2 separate regions of the Mus musculus genome follow, and region 2 is linked to region 1. A link is a contact called in public Hi-C data. All regions are on one chromosome and are shown on one strand. Each heading gives the region's core, a stretch centred on a gene start, on an enhancer-like site or on the middle of the called end of the contact. The rest is flanking DNA. Distances are from core to core; before and after follow the strand shown. Region 1 overlaps Gm46607 (a long non-coding RNA gene). Region 2 has its middle 30 kb from the start of Vegfa.

Region 1 (6,567 bases), core at 1,023-3,522:
CTTTGTACAAGTGACATTCGCATGGTGTGACACCTCTGGACCGGACAGAGGACCCCGGACCAGGACCAGACAACATAAATATATCTGGGGAGTTTACATTGTCGGGGGGGGGGCGGTTTGTCGTGCTCATCACTCTGCAAGCTCTGCCCCTGTTTATTCCCTGAGAGTTCACGGCCGGGGCACCACCGCTGGAGGGAGGTGGAGGGAATCTTTGGGTGGCTGCAGCTGCAGGGACATCAGTGAGCTGGGGGAGCCTGGGAAAGCCTGAGCGCACGTAGGCCACACCCTCCCACCTCCTCCAGCTGCAGCGGCCCTGCTCCAGATGATGCTGTTTGCAGGAGAGAGTCCCGGGATGGACTTGTGGGTGGAGGCCTTTTGGCCATCTTCCCCTCTGACCTCAGCCCCACCCAGTTCCAGGACACCCTCTCAGGTCCGGCTAAGTGGATTCTGGCTTGGGCTTAATCTTTACTAGCTGCTCCTGTAACTTGCCCGGGGCTCAATTCTGGGCTTGCAGCAGCTCCCACCACTCCGATTCTTTCACCCACTCTGAGAAGCAGGCTAAGCCAGGACTGTCTTAGTCTGCCGGGAAGGGTGGGAACCCAAAGGCTATTCTGGCTGTCCATAGTTCAGGGTCGACCAGCCAGTGGTAATAGCCTCTTGGGGGCCGGCACAGGACCCACCAAGCAGAGAGAGAAACTGAGACAGGGCATTCAAAGATGAGCAGATGAGGCAGTTGCTCACAGGTGCTCGGCTGTCGAGGTTAGGATTCATGCTGAGCTCTAGATGGCTGTCTTCTCTGCTTGGCCCTTTCTACCCAGAACCTGACTCTTACCTAGTGTGCAAGGACACCTTCCCAGAGCAGATAGGAGACACCTGCCTTCTCCACAGACTTTCATGTGAGATGAGAACATGGTCATTAGTTTCAATTTTCACTGGAAGGGCAAAGTCTCATGCCAAACAGGCAAGAGGGGAAAACCAATAATAACACCAGGCTACGGAGCTGCCTGGAGGCCAGCGAGCAAAGCTGTCCCTCTGTCCCTTCTGAGTCCTGAAGTCCCCCATCTCAGGAGCCCCTCACTGTGCCTCGAGGGCACATGGTGTCCTATGACAAAGAGACAGGGTGACTTGTCTAAGGTCATACCGCCAATGGCAGAACCTGTCCTGTGTGTGGGCAAGGAAAAGAGATTGAAAGCTGGGTGTGGTGGCTGAGGCAGATGGATCTCAGTGAGTTTGAGGGCAGCCTGGTCTATAGAGTGAGTTCCAGGCTAGCCAGAGCTACATAGTGATACATTTTCTAAAAAAAACAAGTTAGTGAAATAGAACTGGAAACATGGCTCAGTGATTAAGAGCGAACACTTGTTGCTCTTACAGAGGACCTCTGGTTTGATTCCCAGCATCCACATGGTGGCTCACAACCATCCATCACTTCAGTCCCAGAGGTTCCAAGTCCCTCTTCTGGCCTTCATGGGCACCAGGCATGCAAGTGCTGCACAGACTTACATTCAAACAAAACACTCATATATATAAAATAAAACAAATAAACTTCCAAAAATTTTAAAATAAATAAGTAGAGGGTGATTTTTGAATACTAGTTTTAACTATGAGTGTGTGAGTGTGAGCATGTGTGTGCACACACACATAACCACAGCCACTGGTGGGGACACTTGAAGCTGGGTCACATGTTTCATGGGCCAATGAAAGAAACGGTATGAGATTCACAGCTGGACTGGAAGGAAGCAGGACTATATAAACCATTCCCAATGGTGCAGAATCACATGACAGGCCTCATTTCACATGACCTTGGCCATAGCAACTGTGGGCTGGTGTTCGTGGAGTAGCAACGTGGAGTAGCTGCAGTTGTCTCAGCCATATGGATATGGTAGACAGAGGTGGGAGGTGCTGGTGACAGTACTGTGTGGGGTTAATGGTGGAGGTGTTGGAGACAGCCACAGTAGTGACACAGATGAGAAAGGTGACTGAGCCAGATATGAACCCTTTCCCTGGCAGCCCCTCACAGTTGCTCACGTCTAGCCCTTGCAAGCTAACTGTGGCTGAGCCCTTTTACCAAATGTGACATCAAGCCACAAAGAAGTCAAGTCCTGCTTGTTCAAGGTCACAAAGGCAGGAAGAGCCAGACGATCAACTTGCCTCAGTTCTCTGGCCCCAGTGCCTGTCAGCTGCCTGCCCTTGCAGAGCAAGGTGCCAGGACAATGTCCCGATGCCCTGAGTAGGTGGGCCAGGACAGGCCATGCACTCTCACACAGCAGGCTCCAGTCTGGGCAGGGAGGAGGCACAGAGCCACATGACAGAGAAAATAGCCCCGATGCCGGCCCCACAACCCACATGCAGTGTGACCTTCTCTGGGTGGCAGCCAAGGTGGATGCCAGCTGCCAGGTGACAGCAAGCCCGTCGGCCAGTTGGTGGAGCCTGGCAAGAGCCCTACACACCAAAGAGGTGAAGTCAGGAGTGGAAATAATCCTGGAACCAGAGGAAAGCTTGCTTTCCTGGAAAGTTCTTCTCCAATTGGCTATGGCAGGGACTTCTGCACAGGCCTTTCCAGTCAGAAGCACGGTTATTAATAACCCCAAACCTGCCTCTGTCCCCACCCTTGGGAGAAGGCAGAGTTTTCAGGGCCTCCTCCCTGCCCCGGGCAGTAAGTCCCACTGGTGGAAGGATAGGGAGCCCATAGGATCTGAGCTCTCTCTATATAGAGAAGGCGTACAGCCTTAGACTTCATTCCTTTTGAAGTCCCCCAAATGCTCTCCAATTCAGCCACAGATCGGGGGCTCAGAGGGAATAGAAGACAGGGGTGGGTGGCCTCCATGCAGGTACACCGGTGTGCAAGCATGCACGGATGCTTGGGTGGTGGCTGAGGTGCAGATGTGGGCCCCCGAGCAAGGTTATGGGGTGATTGATGGTAGAGTCCTGGGGACCCCTGAGGCTGCCTGGGGACCCACGGGGTGGCTGTATAAGCTGCATATTTCAGTTGCTATTCCTGTGCCCTTGTGAGCCTGGATGATGCGTGGGCGGTTACTGTGAGGGTGATGAGGCCGTGCCAGCACCTCTGCTGCCAGAGCCTAAATATTCCATGTCCCCACCCTACCTGCTGGACTGACCTCATTAAGCCCATGCCTCCACGTTAGGAGGGTAGGGCTGGGTACAAGTGACAATTCCTTAGTCCAAGTGCAGAGTCCCTAGGGCAGGAGGGAGAGTCCTGGAAGCAGGGGACACGGAGCTTAATATAATCAGAGGGCTGGCTAGGAAAATCTCCCGTTACACCTGTCACCTCAGGCCCCATCATATGACACAGCTCGAGGTAGTGAAGCCAGCGAGGCAGGGTACACCCACTCCTGGACAGAGCTGAGCCACCCCGCACTCTGATCCTCCCCATGTCCTCAAATGGAGCCCCTGTCTCAGCTGTTCCTCCTGGAAAAGAGCAGGGTCCAAAGAACTCACAAGCAATGTGGCTCTACCAGGGCCCGGCCAGGAAGGAGGATGCCTACCCCCTCCACCCCACTACCCCGAGATCCCAGAAACGCCAATGCAGAGACAATGACCTTCCATCCAGACCCCCGTCCACTACCTCCTCACCTCTGGTCCTAGAACCACAAGGACTATCCTAGACTGTGATAGACCATGTCAGGGGCCCTGTGTTCAGCCTAGGGTGGGATGGAACAGGGGTAGCCATGTCAGCAGCCCCCTCCCAGCTACTGCAGGAAATTAGTGAAGATACCGGCTCCTCCTGCAGCAAAATCCCTAAACCTACATGAAGGGAAGAGGTCACCTTGTCCTTGGGATCCTTGAGGGGACTGTGTCAGGTCCCTTCTGTTGAGTTTCCTGTGTGGCCTTGCGGGTTTCACTCAGCTCCTCGGGGGCTCAATTTGATTGTAACGAAGCCTGCACCCCTCAAAGCTACCAGCTGTGTGTCATATCACAAAATCTATAAGATTGGAGGTTATTTGTTTTTGAGAGAGGGGTTTTATGTAACCTAAGCTAGCTCTAACTCAATACGTAGCTGAGGACGACCTTGAATTCGAAGCGATTCGCCTGCCTCTGCCCCACAAGGGTTGGGATTACAGGTGGTGCTGCACAAACCCAATTTGTGCATTGGTGGGGATCAAACGCAGGGCTTCAGGCTTGCTAGGCAAGAACTCTCCCAGTTACATACCCAGCTCAGTAAATATTTTCTTTTTTACCAGTTGGGGTTTGATTTTTCCTGTTCTCTTCAGAACTGATGAGGTTGGTCTTTTTGTATGTGTATGTGTGTGTACTTTTGGGTAGAGGTAGCATTTTTTTTTAATTATTATTTGTGCATGTATGAGGAAGTGTTGGCACACACACGCTGCAATTGTCGTCAGAGGGCAGTCTTCAGGAGTCTGTTCTCTACTCCCACTGTTAGACTTCAGGATGGCCAGCTTGTACAGCAAAGGCTTTTACCCAGTGAGCCATCTTGCTGGAGTTGTGTACACCTATGTGTGTATGTAAGTCAGCCAACTCTCCGCTCGAGCGGAGTTTTCTCCTATATTCACGAAAAGATAACCAAGGCCCAGTGTTCCTAGACCAAGCCTTCAACCGTGATGTCACCAGAAAACACCTCCCAATAGCTTCTGGGTCAACCATTTCCTGGGTATCAAATTGCACAACTCAGTGGATTTTTACAGATGGATATGTCAGCTTCCCTATCAAGGTCAAACAGGGTGTTTCCGGCCCTCCTGGAGACTCTATCAAGCCTCTATGTGTCTTTGAACTCAAATTAAAAGAACCGTAGGGTGTTTGTCCCTGCGTCAGCTCTTCCTGACTCTCCCTCTTCCCTTTTCATGGCTGGGTAGTGTTCCCTTGGGTTAATCTACCACCATTTCTGGATCTATTTCATGTCAGCCCATCCTTTTAAGAGAGTGGCCCTGGCTAAGAATTCTAGGAAAGAAGAAGATTAAAATCACTGGGCTAGTTGATCTCAGTCGTTGACTTTATTGGATTAAGACGGACCAAGGAGATTATTAAAATCCTCTCCTAGGTGTATCTCTGAGAGCATTTCCAGAAAGGATTGGCTAAAGACTGAAGGAGGTGCCGCAATGTGGGCAGTGCCACCCCACAGCCTAAAGGCCCGGGTGTGGTTTAAAGGGAGGCAAGGGGCTGGCTAGTTTGAGCATTTTCCTTCTCTGTCAAGGCCACCAGAGGCGCTGTTCTGTCCTGTCATGCCTTCCCCTCTGTGATGGACAGGAACCCCAGAAACCATGAACGGAATAAATTTCCCCACTCTCAGCTGGTTTCCTGGGATATTTGGTCAAAGCAAAACTAAAACTAACACACTAACTGATCTATTCTGAGCCATGGGAATCTTTAGAGCCCTGAATCACTTTCAAGAAAGCGGGGGACAGAGACCGTAGCCCCAAACAGAATGTCACCAACATCATCTAGGGTACCATGCAAATCACCACGGACTCGATGGCTTCAAACATCAAAAAAAAAAAAAAAAATATCCTCCTACAGTCAAGGAGGTCAGAAGTCCAACGTCAAGGCCTACACAGGGTTAATGCTCCGAACACCCAAAGGCTAAGGGAAGCTTGCTCCATACCGTCTCCTCGCTCCTAGTGGGCTGCTGGCAGGCCCTGGCTTGTGGTCACATCACCCCCGAGTTTGCCTCTTTGCATGACTTCTCTCTGTGTGCAGCTCTGTGCTTCTGCATCTCTAAGTCTCTCTTCTCCTTCTAAGTACACCAGCCATTGTCCAGTAAGATGTCCTTTTAACTTGATTGCAGTCTCCGAAGAACCTGTTTCCATATAAAGTCACATTCCCAGGCACTGGGAATACGGGTCCTAATAAACACACACCAGTATTATAGCCGTAGGTGTGTAAATGTGCATGTCTGAGTGGGTGTGGATGGTGTGTGGGTGTGGATGGTGTGGATGTGTGTGAGTGTGTACAGACAAGCCTAGGGAGGTGCTGTTGCTAGTGTGACTGCCTGTGGTAGTGACAGTGCACGTGTGTGTGCGTGTATGTGTGTGTGTGTGTGTGTGTACAGACAAGCCTAGGGAGGTGCTGTTGCTAGTGTGACTGCCTGTGGTAGTGACAGTGCACGTGTGTGTGCGTGTATGTGTGTGTGTGTGTGTGTGTGTGTGTGTGTGTGTGTGGGCGCGCGCGCATGTGCTTAGGAGCACGTGCATATGTGTGCTCCTGGAACCACAGCTTGGAGAGCCTGCTGGGCAGGCTAGGTGGTAGCAGCAGGCTGGAGATGGGCTTGGGCTAAGGAGGCAAGGGCCCTGCCTTGTGAACCTAGAGGCTAGCTGGTAGAACAAGGAGGAGGGTGTATTGAGCCAAGATGCAGGTGCAGGCAGGCAGGTAGGCAGGTGGTTCCCACAGCAGTGGCGATTCCCAGATTCCCTTCCAGGAATGTTCCTAGAAAACCCCTCCACCCAGCTTCCCACCCCTACTGCCTCATTTACCTGGTCAGGGAGGTGCTAGGTGACTCATCCCCTCCCAGGACAAGAAGCCAGCTCTTGGCTACTTGTTAGAGAGCCACTCAGGGGTGGGGCAGGTAGACAACCCTTCCTGGGCCCCACCCCCAAG
Region 2 (6,881 bases), core at 74-2,573, 190 kb before region 1:
TGGCTTTACCAGTAATCACACTGGATTGAGAAACCAGTACTGAGGCCAAGTGGAGAAACACACTCCCTCCCTAGCTTTCTCAACTGCCTTGCACCCTGGGAGGGCCTTAACCCCTTCCTGAGAGACAGAGGAGACAGTACAGAGCATGAGCTCTGGGGACTGGCTAAATGGACCAGGGGTTCCCTTTTTACTGTGAGAGTCTGCTGTGGGGACATAGCCTGTCTTAGGGAACCCTGGTCTGAGGGAGACTTACCCCCATCTTTAGGGAGTCCACATCAAAAGGCCCTGTCCTCAAGAAGCCCAGTCAGGTGGCCCCAGTGGAACTTCATCTTGGTCTGTCCCAGGAGGTGGTTGCTCTAGTGGGACCCTGCCTTGGCGAAACGTCTTCCAGGACCCCGATCTCTTTGCCCTGTGCTGCCTGACTGCAGTTAGATGTGTGGTAATGTCCCTGGGGGTGGGGAGGTGGGGGACACGTCCCCAGACTGTTTGGTTGGTTTTGGAGGAGTGGTGATATCTAAGGGTGGAGGGCGGATGCTTCCATCTTTCGCTCTCTACTTCCCTTCTGCCATCACGTTCCTGGGTTTATTGTCCCTGACAGATTACGGGTGTGTAAACACCTTATTAAAATCCCTGCTTAGGGGCGGAGAGATGGCTTAGTGGGTAAAGGTACCAGTTCTCACTAAGTCTGATGATCTGAATTTGATCCCACAACCCACATAATAGGAGAGAACTGCACAAGCGTGTGTGTGTGTGTGTGTGTGTGTGTGTACGCGCGCACGTACACGTGTGCTCATTCTCTCTTGAGTGCAAGCAAGCACATGTATGCACACATACACATGCACACACACATATATATAAATAAGTATAATTTAAATAAGCCTCAGTTTAGATTAAGGACTAGAAAGGATTTTAGCAATTTGAGTTGCAGATCAGGGAGGATGGAGGCCCAGAGAGAGAGAGAGAGAGAGAGAGAGAGAGAGAGAGAGAGAGAGAGAGAGTGTGTGTGTGTGTGTGTGGTCACATGGCCAGTGACAGAGGTAACAGAGTTCAGCCCCACCCTGGTAGGCGGGACTTTTGAAGACTTGGGATGTGGGGTCATCTAACACATCCCACATGCGTGGGTGGCAGGTACCCAAGGCATGCAGTGATGGGTGGGTACATCTGTACTAGGTGCTCGGTAGGAAGCTGTGCGTTCACGTGAGTTTTACCTTGAGAGATCTGCTCTTCTTATATCTGACTGTGGGGGAAGGGAAGGCCAGGTCTGCACCAGGGACATCAGGCTGGTCTTATCCCATTCAGGGCTGAGTCCACTTGGCCCATCCCTCTTGAGCCAAGGGTAGAGGGCAATGAGTCACAGATGACTCAGGTGCTGGAGGCCACAGCCACGCGTGGCACGTGACAGCGGAAGGCAGCCAGATCTGTTCCCGGACAGACAGGTGACCCAGGAAGCTGACACGGAGCTTTTGTTCCTAGAGAACGGGAAGAACTATTTGCAGGCTGGAGTGGGGTGACAAACAGCACAAGCTTGCCTATCTGCCAGAGCTATGACAAATGGTCTAGCTGGGCTGTTCCTCCTGCAAGTGGGAAGACATTGTCCTGACCAAACGTCCTCCTCAGACATACAGGGCTAAGGTCACCACCGTGGAAAAGCATTTTTTTTTTCTCACATTGGTTCAGGTAGAGAGTGCAAAGCCTTGTCCTACTGGTTGATTCCCAGACCTGACCTGGAAGAAACAGCATCTTGCATACGGTCAACATCCTGGGTTCAAATCCCCTGTGTGTCCTGGACGGCATCATTTCCTGTTGGAAGTGATGGAAACTTTAACACCCCGGGAGATCCCTTTCAGCTGCTCTCACATGGGAGAGCATTGGAGCCCGGGCTGGAGCCTCCACAATGTCCTCTGCCTCCTCCTTGCTTGAGGTGAGGCATCAGGATGGTGCTGGGAGCAGAGCCAGTGTTGGCCCTGCAGGGGCGTGGCCTAAGGTCCCGTCCACCTGCAACCCAGGATGATTACAGGGTGAGCCGCTGGGACCAGACACTGTAATCTGCATCTCTCCTCTTGGCAGGCCCAGTGACTTCTTTCCGTCCAGTTCACTTTTTTTTTTTTTTCTGAGAGTGCTTGAAAACTGGGGCCGTCCCACTCTGTGGGGTGAAGCTGAAGGCAAATGGAGAGCTGGGACAAGCAGGAATGGAGATGGGGAGAAAGCCAGGGAGTGGAGGGGAGCGGGGAGAGAGGCCTAGACCTCAGAAGGCTCGGCCCTATCTGGCAGACGGGAAAAAGAGGAGCATCCCCCATCCCTGTGCTCCCAGCCCAGCCTAGCTAGACCTTGCTGTCATCCCTCCTTAGATAGCTACCTGTGTCTTATCACTTCCTATCATGAAGAATGGGAGAGTCACATTGGGTCACCTTATATCTCAAATCCTGGTGATTTTTCTTGTCCCCCCTCCTCCGGGAGGAAAAAGCTAAATTCTTATAATGGTGATCTCAAGACCCCCAACATGATCCCTTCCAAGAGCAACAAGTCCAGTCTACAGGCAGCTGCCATGCTCCTGCCCCAGGATCTTTGCACACTGTTTCCCTTGGCCTAGGATGTTCTATGTGTATCTGCAGGACCTATTTCCTCATCTTCAAGTATTTGCTCACATGTCACCTTAGAGTGAGGCTGACCCTGGGCACATCTATGCTCGTGCTTGAGTGTGTGTGCACATGTGCATGCGTGTGTGCATGTGTGTATATGTGTGCAAGCCACGGCTTGCATGTATCAGATACATCTAAACTCCACAGCGGTCAGTCAGTTTGTCCTGTGAGTAAATACTCTTTGTCCCCGATGGTCCTTCTTCTGGACCTTGTAGGAACAGGCCTGTAATCCCAGTAACTCAGGAGGCTGAAGCAGGATTGTAAATTCAAGGTTGGCCTGTTTGAAGACTGAGTTCCATGTGAGCTTTGGCAACTTAGTGATACTCCGTATCCAAATATGAAGAGGGTTATGGTAGAGGGTGGCCTGCTCTCATCCAGCATGTGCAAGGACATTGTTCTAGTCCCAGCATTGGGGTAGTGTGGGGTGGAGAAGGACCAAAGAGAGGGAGGGCCTGGCTGGAAGGGTCAGAGAGGCCCCGGAAAGCAGCAGACATGGGGCCAGGACTAGCAGAAGCCCAAAGAGGGTTAGGGCTGGAAGTTCCTATGTGATGTCCTTGCTGCTTTCTGCTGTTGTGGCAAGCTCTATGATCAAAGGCAACTTAGGGAAGGAAAGGGTTTATTTCATCTTGCACTTCCAGGTTGCAGCCCCTCATCCTTGAGCAAAGTCAGAGTAGGGATCACAGAAGGATGCTGCTTGCCTACTGGATCCCTGGCTGCTCCCTGGCTTGTGCTTTCTTATACAGCTCTGGACTGTTTGTTGAAGGATGACACTGCCCACAGTAGGCTGAGTTCTTCTATATCAATTAGCAGGCAAGATGATGCCCCCAGACATGCCACAGGCCAATCTGGTCTAGGCAATTCCTCAATGAGCCTCCCTTTTCCTGGTGGCTGTAGGCTGTGTCAGGTTGATGAGAAAAATCAACTCCACAGGTAGGACCCTCGCAGGAGGTGGCCCTGGGAGAAGAGGTTGGTTTTGCCCAGCATAGTCCCTCTGTGACTGCCAACAGACAGATTCTCCGTGTTATCCTGAGTTGCAGGGGCCCGGCAGAAGCTTGTCTGCAGGGCCTAATGCCTACGACCAATGCAGAATATAGTGTTGGGAAGCGGTTCTGCACATGATCCCAGCTGGGACTTTTCTTCCAAGAAGAAGAAATTGTTCCTTGAGTTAAAAAAGAAACCATACCAAAATTCTGTAGTGTGGATCGTTTGCTGCTCAGAAGACACGCAGGCAGGAGTCTACGGGAGTACAAGAATAGGTATCTCCTGGGCTTTCTCCCTGGCCACACCGGTGGCTCTCTGTGCAAAGGAGAGGCCCAGCCGGCTGCACGTGGGCTGCAGAGCCCAAAGCCAAAGCACTGTACCTGGGACTGCTCCCCACTGGCACATTTTCTTCCTCATTTCAGCCTCCTTTGAATTCTTTTCAGTTGTGTGTATGTGCACATGTATGTATGACTGCAGGTACACATGTGTACATGTATGTGGAGGGTAAAGGTCAAGATTAAGTGTCTTCTGTTCTTACTCTCCATATTTTTTTAAAATAATTTTAATTTTATGTGTCTTGGTGTTTGGTCTGCATGTGTGTCTGTGTGAGAGTAGATTGAGTCCCTGAAACTGGGGTCACAGACAGCTGTGAGCTGCCGTGTGGATGCTGGGAATTGAACCCAGGTCCTTTGGAAGAGCAGCCAGTGTTCTCTTAACCCCTGGTTAAGTCATCTCTCTGGCTCCCCTTTCTCTCCCACCTCCCTTTAAAGACAGCATCTCATTATGTAGCCCTGGCTGGACTGGAACTCACTCCGTAGACCAGGCTGATCAAAGCCTCCATAGTGCTGGGATTACAGGCAAGCACGGCCAGATCCAAGCACCCACTCTGTCTCACACTGAAGCCAGCACCGCTGATTGGCTACATGCTCCGGACAGTGTGCTCCAGGGATTTGTTAGGCTCTAACTCCCTTACCCCAAGGGTATGGTTATAGTCATGCCCAGCTTCTATGTGTGTGTTGGGTTCTGAACTCAGGTTCTCATGCTTTTGAGGCAGGTAGTTTACTCATTGAGTCATCTCTTTAGACCTATAGCTAAAAAAAAAAAAATGGTGTGTGTGTGCGCACATGCACACACACACATGTGTAGAGCTTTCTTATCAAGGGCAGCTTGTCAGAGCTGGTGTCCCTCCAGCACCCATGGCTCTCTGGAACCTGTCAATGGCACCATCGTCTGCATGGTAGTAGAGGATGCAGCTTTCACAGGGAGCACACTCCTCTCACGGGGAGCACTCCTTCCACAGGGAGAACTCTTTTCATGAGGAGCATTTCTTTCATGGGGAGTGTTCCTTTGGTTCTTTCCTCTATAAGAAAAGTCACCTGCATTCCCTGGGTTTTCTCTACTTCAAAAATAATTCCAAAGATGGTTCCTGCCATCCCAGCAATCAGGAGGTGGCGGCAGGAGGATCAGAAGTTCAAGGCCATCCTCAGCTACATAGAAAATTTGAGACAAGTTACATGAGGCATGTTCTCAAATACTCTTGTCTAATAGTTAGATAGCTAATAGGTAGATGAATGGATAGATGATAGATAGATAGATAGATAGATAGATAGATAGACAGATGATAGGTAATAGATGGATGGATAGATAGATGATAGATAATAGATGGATGGGCAGATAAATGATGCATAGATGGGAATGGTGGATGGATAGATGGATAGATAGACGATGGGTGGGTAGATGATAGATAGATCGATAATAGGTGGATAGATAGAAAGATGACAGAAAGATAGATAGATAATGGACGATAGAAAGATATATAATATACAGATGGATAGATAGATAGATGATGGATGGATAGATTATAGATAGAGAGCTGATAGGTGGATTGATGATGAATACATGATATATAGATAGATCAATCAATAGATAGATAGATCAATCAAGACATAGACAGACAGATAGATAGATCTATCAATATATACATAGTTGGATAGATAGATAGATAGATAGATAGATAGATAGATACATACATACATACATACATACATACATACATACATACATACATACATAGGTAGATGCCCTGTTCTTCTCCTGCTACCATCTGTCTGTCTGTCCTGGGTTCTATGGCTTCCATGCTTCCCTCTGGTTTGGCTGGTCTTTGTGCCACCCAGCAGTCATGACAGACTGACAGCATTGGACTTCTTTTAACTTCAGGACAGACCGTCCTTCTCCAAGGATGCCTAGAGAATCTGAACATTGGGTGATTGTCTTTCGAGTTTTGCATTGTTGTTTGAGATGTTCTCTTTACACAGTCCAGACTACCTTTCAGCTTATGATCCCCAAATCAGGCACTGGTGCCACCAAACCTGGTTGGGGTGACTGACAGAAGGACAGTAAATATTTGTTAAACACACAACTAAGTGAACAAATACTCCAAACCTGCCTTTTCCAAACTTCCAGAGATTTGGTTCCTCTCTCACTTAGCACAGAGCCAGCCTTCATCTGTCACACGGCCAGGCCAGCCCACCCTCACCCTTGCCTTCGCCTTGCCCTGCTTGAGGGCCCCTCACTCCCTGCCCATGCGCAGCTCTGCTTCCTGGAACAAATCAGTTTCACATCTATCTGCCTTAGGGACTTTGAACTTGTTATTCTTTTCTTCTGGAACATTCTGCCTCCACACTTTTGCATGGATACCGCCTCTATACTCTTGCTTACTTACTAACGTACGTACTTACGTTTGTATTTATGTATTTATTTGGTATCTTGAGACAGGATTTCTTTGTGTGCTGTCCTGGAACTAGCTCTGTAGGCCAGGCTGGCCTTGAACTCACAGAGATCTGCCTGCCCCCCTGCCTTTGCCCCATCCCCGCCCCTGTCCCTTTAATACCTGTGCTGGGATTGGCACCGTCATCACCATCACCCAGCTTTTCTTTGTTTTGTTTATTGTGTTCTGTTCTTTTTAGAAGGAGTTAAAAGAGACCTTCCTTGTGCATCCTCATCCCCACAGTATGGCACCACCAGGGGCTGGAGAGAGACCTTACCGCTTTTCCAGAAGTCCTGAGTTCTGTTTCCAGCACCCACATCAGGCAGCTTAAAACTGCCTGTAACTCCAGCTCCAGGAGAACCAATGTCTCTTTTAGCTTCTGTGGACACCTGCACACCTCTCTCTCTCTCTCTCTCTCTCTCTCTCTCTCTCTCTCTCTCTCACACACACACACACACACACACACACACACACACACTGAGGTACAGTGGGAA

The links. A called contact is a pair of places that touch in the nucleus more often than the background predicts.
Region 2: a Hi-C map of liver shows a contact between it and region 1, with 2.2 times the contacts expected there. The contact joins two enhancer-like sites. A contact is called at or near these places in 4 of 484 Hi-C or Micro-C datasets (bone marrow-derived macrophages, cardiomyocytes, embryonic fibroblasts and 1 more) and 3 of 115 datasets of contacts at active chromatin or transcription factors (embryonic stem cells and stem cell-derived neural progenitor cells).

The regions. Positions count from the first base shown.
Region 1 is chr17:45,808,531-45,815,097 of GRCm38.p6, reverse strand. The region is part of intron 1 of Gm46607 (a long non-coding RNA gene); the gene reads right to left. Among named protein-coding and RNA genes, the nearest start is that of Gm35692, 17 kb to the left of the region's middle. Within about 2 kb of position 2,272, at least 14 of the 459 cell types and tissues checked have an H3K27ac peak or open chromatin away from gene starts, as enhancers often do. A contact at or near this core is called in liver, where this site is marked.
Region 2 is chr17:45,998,858-46,005,738 of GRCm38.p6, reverse strand. No RefSeq gene overlaps it. Among named protein-coding and RNA genes, the nearest start is that of Vegfa, 30 kb to the left of the region's middle. Within about 2 kb of position 1,323, at least 72 of the 459 cell types and tissues checked have an H3K27ac peak or open chromatin away from gene starts, as enhancers often do. A contact at or near this core is called in liver, where this site is marked.